Regions from separate parts of the Zea mays genome. Here regions 1 and 2 are each linked to region 3. A link is a contact called in public Hi-C data. All regions are on one chromosome and are shown on one strand. Each heading gives the region's core, a stretch centred on a gene start, on an enhancer-like site or on the middle of the called end of the contact. The rest is flanking DNA. Distances are from core to core; before and after follow the strand shown. Region 1 has its middle 63 kb from the start of LOC100501575. Region 2 holds the start of LOC100501575. Region 3 holds the start of LOC100282762.

What was found. Hi-C and Micro-C count contacts between places; a contact is called where the count stands out from the background.
Region 1: a contact with region 3 is called in a Hi-C map of ear, with 2.5 times the contacts expected there. The contact joins the enhancer-like site here to the promoter of LOC100282762 in region 3. A contact is called at or near these places in 3 of 25 Hi-C or Micro-C datasets (ear, endosperm and tassel).
Region 2: a Hi-C map of ear shows a contact between it and region 3, with 2.4 times the contacts expected there. The contact joins the promoter of LOC100501575 here to the promoter of LOC100282762 in region 3. A contact is called at or near these places in 5 of 25 Hi-C or Micro-C datasets (bundle sheath, ear, leaf and 1 more).

What each region holds. Positions count from the first base shown.
Region 1 is chr6:128,446,526-128,449,470 of Zm-B73-REFERENCE-NAM-5.0, forward strand. No RefSeq gene overlaps it. Among protein-coding and RNA genes, the nearest start is that of LOC100501575, 63 kb to the right of the region's middle. Within about 2 kb of position 1,341, at least 15 of the 20 cell types and tissues checked have an H3K27ac peak or open chromatin away from gene starts, as enhancers often do. A contact at or near this core is called in ear and endosperm, where this site is marked.
Region 2 is chr6:128,509,659-128,512,585 of Zm-B73-REFERENCE-NAM-5.0, forward strand. LOC100501575 reads left to right here and starts at 1,523. Exons shown (of 2, transcript NM_001196266.1): 1 at 1,523-2,416. The coding sequence starts at 1,670.
Region 3 is chr6:128,134,863-128,138,063 of Zm-B73-REFERENCE-NAM-5.0, forward strand. It overlaps LOC100282762, which reads right to left and starts at 1,286. Exons shown (of 12, transcript NM_001155668.2): 1 at 885-1,286; 2 at 280-441. The coding sequence starts at 950.

The DNA.
Region 1 (2,945 bases), core at 91-2,590, 310 kb after region 3:
TAGTTAACGGTGGTCAGCTGTCATCGGCTTCTAACGCGCGCTTGCCGAGTGCAATAGTGTGCCTAGAGCCGGACGGTGGACAAAGATACCAATGCGTGATGCGCTTAACGGACAGGTTTCCTGATGGGTCAAACTGCACAGTGTTCGGCGCGCGCGCGCATGCCGTCCGCCATTTCTGCATATATTGGTGTGAGACCTCACCGACGTGCAGCCCCACAAGATACCAAAACAGTTGCATCTGGACTGCCAATGCGTGATGCGTACATGTATGGGTAGCTCGACCGAGCACGATCTAAGAAACATGATTCATGGGGACAAGGAGAAGGGAGCCCAGAGGTCGTCGTTTAAATCTCGCATAGAAATAACTGCGCACACGCACACCTCTCCAGATCGTTGGGAGCTAGGGCAGTTAGTTAGTCATAGTCTCTTTGTTAATTTGCATCGTTTTCAACTTTGAACCTTCAACTTTACACGTACGCAGTGCAACTAGAACCTGGCATTTAGCATGAAGCGTGAGAGAGCCTGCGACTGCAAAACCAAGAGCAGTCCTCCCAGATCGACGCTCTCGATGATCATCGCCAACCAACCAATTAATCAACCGATCGCCTATCCGATTATTCCGACCACATCATCTCTCTTGCAACTTCCCAATCCCCTCCGGCTCTTGGCAACCGGAAACCCTCAGCTCGGCGTGCGAATTGGTGGTGGCCCCATGCCCCCATCCATATAATCGGCGGCTTGCTTTCCAGTGCTCAATCAATCACAGGAAGTCATCGTTGCCACATCGACCATCTTCATCTCCATCCACCCCTGACCCAGTAATGACGTGAACGTGACCCGGTAATGACGTGAACGCCGTTGCGCTCGTGCATGCAGTACGTCCCGTTCGGCACAGTGTATTCGCCACCGTACCGCGTCGTCCATCTGGTGGTTATTCGTCGAGCTGAATTGAATTGATCTCCGCCGGCGGACTTGGGTAACGGGAGACCGGAACACAAGCACGAGGTGGCCGTTTCTGTCCTGTCCTCCACCTTTTCTTCGTTGAAACGAGGAAACTGCGCCAACCCTTCACAAGTTTTTTTTATTTGGCGCGTCCCGTACGTCACCGGTCTCGTATCACTTGTTGTGCTAGAGTGTCCAGGAAAAAAGGTCGGACGACGGATACCAGACCTGCGTTTTTTCTACACATGCGATGGCACATATATATATAGGCACCAGTGCGCGCGCCAGACAAAAAGCAAGCAGAAGAAAGTTTGTGGAAAGCCTGGAGCTAGCAGCTGGGAAGAAGAGGGGACGACTGACGGGGCAGCAGATCAGACCTTCCATGTCCCGTTGCCTGCAGACGAGAATGCCAGTGCAACTAGCTAGTAGCGGTCCCTCGTGTTGGGAAGGGGTGGGTGGGTGTAGAGCTGTGGGGAGAGATAGATAGCGCGGAGACAGGCTCGTTAAGCTGTTTAAACTCCCGGTTGGTGAAGCATACCGCTGAGCCTGCTGTCCATGGCCAGCCTTCCTATTCATATCTGAATAACCAATAGCACCGAATAGTTGTTGATCGTCGTCAGCTCTGCATGGCTCACGTACTGTGCCAGATCTGCCTAGCTGGCTTCTAGAATAATCCCGATATGGCTCAGAACAGCTGTACGTACGTTGTTCAAATTCAGTCCACAGTTCCAAACTCCAACCTCTACGGGTTGATTTGGTGACCGGGGATCCCGAGGGGAAGAAATCCTCTTGCTATTCAAAATTGAATTGCAAGAAAATTCCTCCCCCATGGATCCCTAGGATCACTAATCACCAAATCAGCCCTACAGCTGACAAACAGCCGAGCGACTCAAATTCCTCGACATGTGGAGTACTGTTTGCCTTTCCACAGCAGCACTGAGGTCACTATAGGTCACAGGCAGGGAGCACTGAAATCAAGGCCCATTTCACTAGTACACACCTACTACCATACTCCTAACCCTCCTGTCCTTCAAGCTCATACTATAACCACATCATGCATGCATGCGCCTAACTAACAAACTCTTCTAAGAAAAAAAAATCTCAATGCATTGACCGGTGGCCTGAATCAGCCCGAGACGAGCCAGCGTTTTTGACCTGTGTCCGTGCTCACCTCGATCGCTCCTTTTCAAAGAAGAAGAAGAAAACTGCATCGCCTTGAGCACAACCAACGACCTAAAACCGTAGCTTGTTGCAGCTGCGCCCGCAAGGATCCCGGCCAGTACACACTTGCCATGATGCCCCCCCCCCCCCCCCCCCCCCCCCCTGATAAGGCATCGAGATAAAATGTGTTCCTCTGAATTCCTTTATATTTGAGGGGAAAAAAACAACCAGGACTTCAAAAGAAGAAGCTCGTAGGCAAGGCATCGTGATAAAATGTGTACTAGTGTAGATGTATAAACAGCCTACGTGCACAACACCAGAAAAACAGAAAACTTACGATGGCTTGATCTATGCCGTCGGATATAGATTATTTTGTACAGCATAAACATAATCTACGACGGCAGAAGTACGTCGGGTTTAAAGCGTCGGAGATAACGCTATCTTCGACAGTAGCTCTCAAAAATATCTTATGTCCGACGGCTTGCATGCCTCCTCGGCAATATGCTCGGGTAACGTCTGCCAAGGCGTATAAAGGGCCCACATATGTTATAATCGCCCCTACATCTATAGGACAGGATAGGTCCTAAACCAACCTAAGAGTGACCGAAATAGCCTGTTTCTAACAAGGCATGAGCTCGAACGAAATTTTAGCAGCATAACCCCGTTGTTCTTCATTTGCACGCCTGAAAATTGTGCAATTGGAGAACAAAGGGGTTATACTGCCGAAACTACGCAACAGCATATGCCTTTGTCATAAACATGGGCTCTATCGGTCACTCTAAAGCTATCCAATAAAGGGAAAATTTCGGTCCAACACACCTCACATACGTAGCATATGAGGT
Region 2 (2,927 bases), core at 273-2,772, 380 kb after region 3:
AACGCGTATAAATTGAGAAAAAAAGGGAAGGATGCTTTGGTCTTCAAGATCTAAGGATCAAAAAATGAGCTCCAAAGGTTGAATCAACGAATTAGAGAACGTCGGAAAGGACTAAGGATAGAAATAAAGAGAGATGAGAAACAAATAAAGGACGAGTGATAGAGATTGGACCGAGAAAAGGAGGAAGCTTGGTTAGAATTGTGGGACAGATGCTACGGGCTATAGCGCCGACTACGGACATGTTTGGCAGCAAGGGAAACGAAGGAGATTAGAGAGACTAGAATCCCCTCGCTAGCCTCTCCGTTTCCCCTGCTGAGTGAGACGTCTAATCTTACCGCTATAGAGCAGGGGCGTGACCCTAGAGTATGAAAGATGGAGTTAGTTTCCAAACGTAATTTTATAAGAACCGGCATGGCCTTGTCTCGTCGTCGCCTGTGAGCCTGCGTGCCCAAAATGTGAGTATGCGAGCGACACGGCAGCGGCACTGATCAATGCAATGCCACGTGCGCTTTGACATTTTGACAGGGTTGCGCTCGCGCGCGATACATACAGACAGATCAGCCCGGGTACCGTAGCCGGCCGTCCCGGCGTAAATTGACCTTGGCGATGGACGCTCCGTCCGCGCCGTGACAGGCGGACAGATGGAACAAGCCCTTCCCGCCGTGGCAGGCCAGGACAACGGCTAACCCGCACCGTCCCGGCGACCTTTGCCGCTAGCTGGGCGCTCGTTCGTGCCGTGACAGGCGGAGAAATGGAACAAGCAGTCCGCTCGAGGCGCCATCCGACTGGCGGCACCTGCATGCAGTTTGAAACTCGCAATGTCAACAACACCTCAATCTGGAGAGCACTGAGTGATATTTGTACATGCACGGTTAGCCGCCATCGGCAGAAACGGGACCCCATAACAAAAATAAGTAGCGCCTGTTTAATTTGTTTCCGTTAACCTAAATAGAGAGTTGAGTTCAGGAACTAAAATCCAGTCCCTAATATTTTTAGTTTCAGAGATTAAATAAAGGTTATTAAGGGCCTCTTCGGTTCCCTAGCCGGATTGTTTGTGTAATTTGTGCAAGTTTTGATCAACTGGACATCATTTGACTAGTATGTTTTTTTAAAGTTTACCAACAAGAGAGCTGATTGTTATATTAAAAAGGGAAGCCATGACATGCACTATATAGAGATAAATAAAAAAAATAGCCGCCACAACTAAAAGATTCTACGAGCAAAAAAAAACACTGTAGTAGTCGTTTAAGGTGCTTTCAGTCATATTTATGAAACGTTCGCACGTATCAACCGGAGGTATCAGTGATTTCGGTCATATGCCTAACAAATGTTTCTTTGTCCTTCATATGCCTAACAAAATATTTACAAAATGCATCCTTCCTTGTCCTTGAGCCGAATACTCACCGTCTCCTTTGACCTCGGCCCCAACCGGCCCTAGCAGTAGCAGCCTAGCCTTTTCCCCCCTTCCCTTTTTAATTCCTCCTTGACGCCCTAACCGGCTACGCACAAACAACGCCTCCAACGCGAGCTGCGAAAGAAGAGCAGGGGCAGGCCAAAACCAAGCGAAACACCAGCTGCGTCTGCGTGCACCACCCCCTCTACGGACCCACCCACCCGGAGCGAAGGGGAGACAGCAGCAGCAGCAGAAGCCGCGCGCGTGCAAACTGCAATGGGCAACAGCATCGGCGGGCGGCGCAAGGGCGCCAAGGTGATGCAGCTGGACGGCACGGCGTTCCGCGTGAAGCCGCCGGCGTCCGCGGGCACGGTGCTGCGCGACCACCCGGGGTTCCAGCTGCTCGAGTCGGAGGAGGTGAAGCTGCTGGGCGTCCGCGCCCGGCCGCTGGCGCACGACGCGCAGCTCCGCCCGGGCCGCCTCTACTTCCTCGTCGCGCTGCCCCGGCCGGCCGCCCCGCCGCGCCGCGCCTGGTCCGGCGCGCTCCACGTCGGCGCGCGGGAGCGGCTCGAGTCGCTCATGCTCACGCGCCGCTCCACCTCCGACCTCTCCCTCGCCGCCTCCGCGGGCACGGCGCCGCCGTCCCCGCTCTCCACGGCCTCCGAGGGCGGCGGGCCCGTCCGCCTCCGGATGCGCCTGCCCAAGGCGGAGGTCGACAGGCTCATGGCCGAGAGCCGCGACGCCGCCGACGCCGCTGCCAGGATCATGCAGCTCTGCGCCGCCGCCACGCCCGACCGGACCCCGCGGTTCGTGCCCACTCCGGACTGGGGCGCTGGCGCCGCCGCCGCCGCGTTCCCGCAGACGCCCGACCGGAGCCCCAGGTTCGCGGCGACGCCCGACTGGGGCACTGGGTTCATGATGCCGCCGGGCGCTGCGGCTGCGCCGACGACGCCGGAGAGGTGGCCCGCGCTGCCCCGCACTCCGGAGTACGCGTCGCCGGGCGTCAAGGCTAGCCGGAAAGAGGTAACGCACCGCGCCACGCCCTCGATCCCTCCTCGCAGATTACTGTTGTGGAACGTACAATTCCTAGATTGCACAGGCATCTCGCCATTCGCCTCTGTTCTTATTTTTTTTAAAAAAAATAGTTTATAATTATGAGAAAAAAAAAACAATGTCAATGTAAAAGGACATACGGAATATGCTTATCCCAACCCTGAGCTTCGAAATTTTGTCTAATAGACCTAGAATTTATAGACGTAGACATAGATGAGCCAACAAATCACAAGAGTCAATGGGTATTTTTAGGGAGTGTAGGCAATGATGAGGTAAGCAAAATTTTTAAAAATAGCAGAACACTGCAGCCGTTGAAAAAATCAATAATATTCAGTTTACTCAGTAACAGTCAAATGGTACCGTATGTACTGTGCGTGGAGTATAGATTGTGCAAGTAGCCGAGACGAAAGCGAGCGAAATAGGGATCACTTGTCTGAAACCACTCGGATACCTTACGTGTCCTTTCGGGCACCGGCCTGTG
Region 3 (3,201 bases), core at 36-2,535:
TCTAGAACACTAGCAGAAGTAAACAAGACAACAAGCTATTATAGGTAACGTATGAACACCATAAGGCAGTGAATAATCATAACAACTAATATTTTACTAATAATCCATCCATGTAGCAATAACAGTGGGAGTAAAAATAGGTGTGAAAATGAAATTAACACAACCAACCTAAAACACTCAAATATGGCATGATTTACAAACAAACCGATCACACTTTACAGTTAAGAACCAGAATATTGAATACATTGCTGATGGGATAAGCCAGAGAACATCAAATACCTTGGACAGCATTATAACAAGGAAGCTGTTCTCAGCAACTCCGTTGCTTTCCAAAGTGGTCTCATCCTTCAGAATTTTCCCTTGGTATATGAGCATTTGCTGGTCTGCTGGGTAGGTACTCTGACCCTGAGTAGTTTCGATGATCCTCTTCACCTCAGCAACCTGAAAATACAAGCAGTGAGTAGGCTGCACGACTAGAGACGTTGCCGAACAACATAAATCGAACACCACGAAATGGTGAAACATCCGTCTGTACAGCAACCGAGCAGCATTACTGTGATGATTACAACGAACGCACCCTACCACAACCACAGCACCCAAACTCCAACCAACGACAAACCCTAGACCATGTCCCATGTGAGAAACTGAAGCTCATAATTCAGAGAACCAGAAGCAGCGGGGCCCATCGCCCGCCGACTGGACGACCCCAAAACAAAAACCCTAGATTCAGATCAAAGCCCTCTGCGCTACCACCGGCCGGACGCGCAATCACTGAACCAGACCACCGCGATATCGTACGGAGTCGCACCGGAATCGAGTGAAACGGCCGAGAATTGCACGGAATCGCTCGGATTGAAATCAGAAGGATGGAAAGGGGGCCGTACCGACGCATCGGGGCTCGCCTCGATCTCGAAGTTGGTGCCCTTGAGGGTCTTGACGTTAAGCTTCATTTCGCCCGCCGCCTCCTGAGTCCACTCACACTCTCCCTCCTCGCGCCGCTTCGAGGTGGAAGAGGGTTAAGGGTTTCAACGCCTCGCCTTGGGGATTTCGACCTCGCGAAGACGACGAGAGCGCACGGGGAAGCGAAGTTAAAGGCGAAACAATCCGAAAGCTGCAGGCTAGAAAACCAGCGCGTGGCGCTCGGGGCCGACCTAGATACTCTCGCTGTCCCGTGGGGTCGCGACAGATAGACCCTCAGCATTAGTGAAAGGGGCAGGTTCGGATCGGTGGGAGGCAGGCGGGAGTGGACAGTGGTGACGAGGCGCTGGAGCTCCACTAGGTAGACTTCGATGAAATTATATTTGTTTTCGTATTTTTATTCGGATTTAATTCGAATACGGATAGTTTCGAATACGAATACAAATATGAATGTTCTTAATATAAACGGATAGTTGTGAGTCGAATACGGAGCTAGTCAGACACGGATAGCGTCGGTAACGAATATTTTTGTCGGATATCGTGTAAGACACCATTTCATTAATTTTTTAGGCTATTTGTATATTATTATTTTCTTTCAGTAGAAAATCATCAAAATGCAATTAAATCCATAAAATATTCTAATGTCGACCGAAAATGGTAAATAAATTACCAAAACTAATAAACATCATATAAGAAAATAACTGCACCTCCACATGTGAAAATGATAAAGTGAAGTATTGATTATGTTAAAATTCGAATACTTAAGGTGATTTCACATGTAACTCACGCAACAAGTGAAAGTGAATTGAAAGAAACGATGACAATCTTTGGATTTTATGGCCAAAACATTTTTGAGGATGCTATATGGGCATATATTGCCCCTCCGTCAAATTTCATGAATTTCTGAGACTATTTGTGTATTATTATTATTATTATTATTATTATTATTTCTACAAAAAAATTATCAAAATTCAATTAAATTCATAAAATATTCCACTGTCGACCGAAAATTAAAAATAGGTTACCAGGACCAATAGACATTATATAAGAACATAACATCAAGTCCCCATATGAAAATGATAAAATGAAGTATTGATTATGTTGAAACTTGAATATTTAGGGCGATTCCACATGTAATTATCCGAATATCCAAAATCTGAAATCTAGTAAGATATCTGGGAAGATGTCCGGATATCCGAAATCTGAAATCCAGATAGGTATCCGAGAAGATATCCGGATATCCGAAATCTGACGGATATCAGTCATCTCATATCTGTATCCAATATCTGAATTGTATTATCCGAATTTGAATCTGAAATCCGAAAAATATGCGGATATCCGAGAAAAACTATCCAGACGGATAATTAGCTTCTTCGGACGGATGGATGCTCGGGTAATATTCATACCGTTTACACCCCCTAAGCTCCATTGTCGCGATGTGTAGGCTAAGCGCAAGAGAGGCACGTGGCGGGCATCGAGTGGAGCGACGCCGGTTGTGTACTAGCGTGGATGTTAAGCTGTAAACAAGCGACAAAAACTATAGATGGCACTGTTTATAAAGTGAAGCTTAAATAAGAGATTATTAGGAGATAAGACAAGAGATCTATTGGAGATAGCATTAAAATACTTATGTTGGGGGCCTTCATCTTCCGAAGTTCTTCAAAAACATGGCTAACCATTTGTTATCAGCATATTGCTAAGTATTACAGGAGCTGCGGAACCAGAATAGCTTCGACGCAGAACGGTGGAATGGAAACAAAGGTAGCTTCGTTATAACAACACTAGAAAATGATACAAGGAGAAGGTATTATCCAAGTCGCTGAGGCAAAAGACAATGTTGTCTCTGTGATATTTGTAAACTTTATGTGTAATCTATGAGGGTATGAATGTAATATCATACAAAGTTGTACGACTCCCTATACATAGGTGAACAGTGCCCTGCATAAAGTATCTTTTTTGGTGGGCTGTACAATAGCTGTTTAATTCTGTCTCTACGTCATCTTCATTGTAATTCTTTCTACATGCGCCGAAGGTACAATTGTAAAGTTAATTTACGAAAGGAGGAATATATCATGAAGATATATTGATTGAATTATATATTCAAATTCTTTTATATTCATTGCATGTTCATTTATTCAATTAACACCTACCTTCGTAACTGAAGAGGTAACTCATTCATGATGAAGGTTATCTATCTCTTTAATATTATGTTGTCTTGATTTTTATTGTGTATAGTGATCGAAAACAAGTGACCAACACCTCGAACCACTTTTAAATCTATAC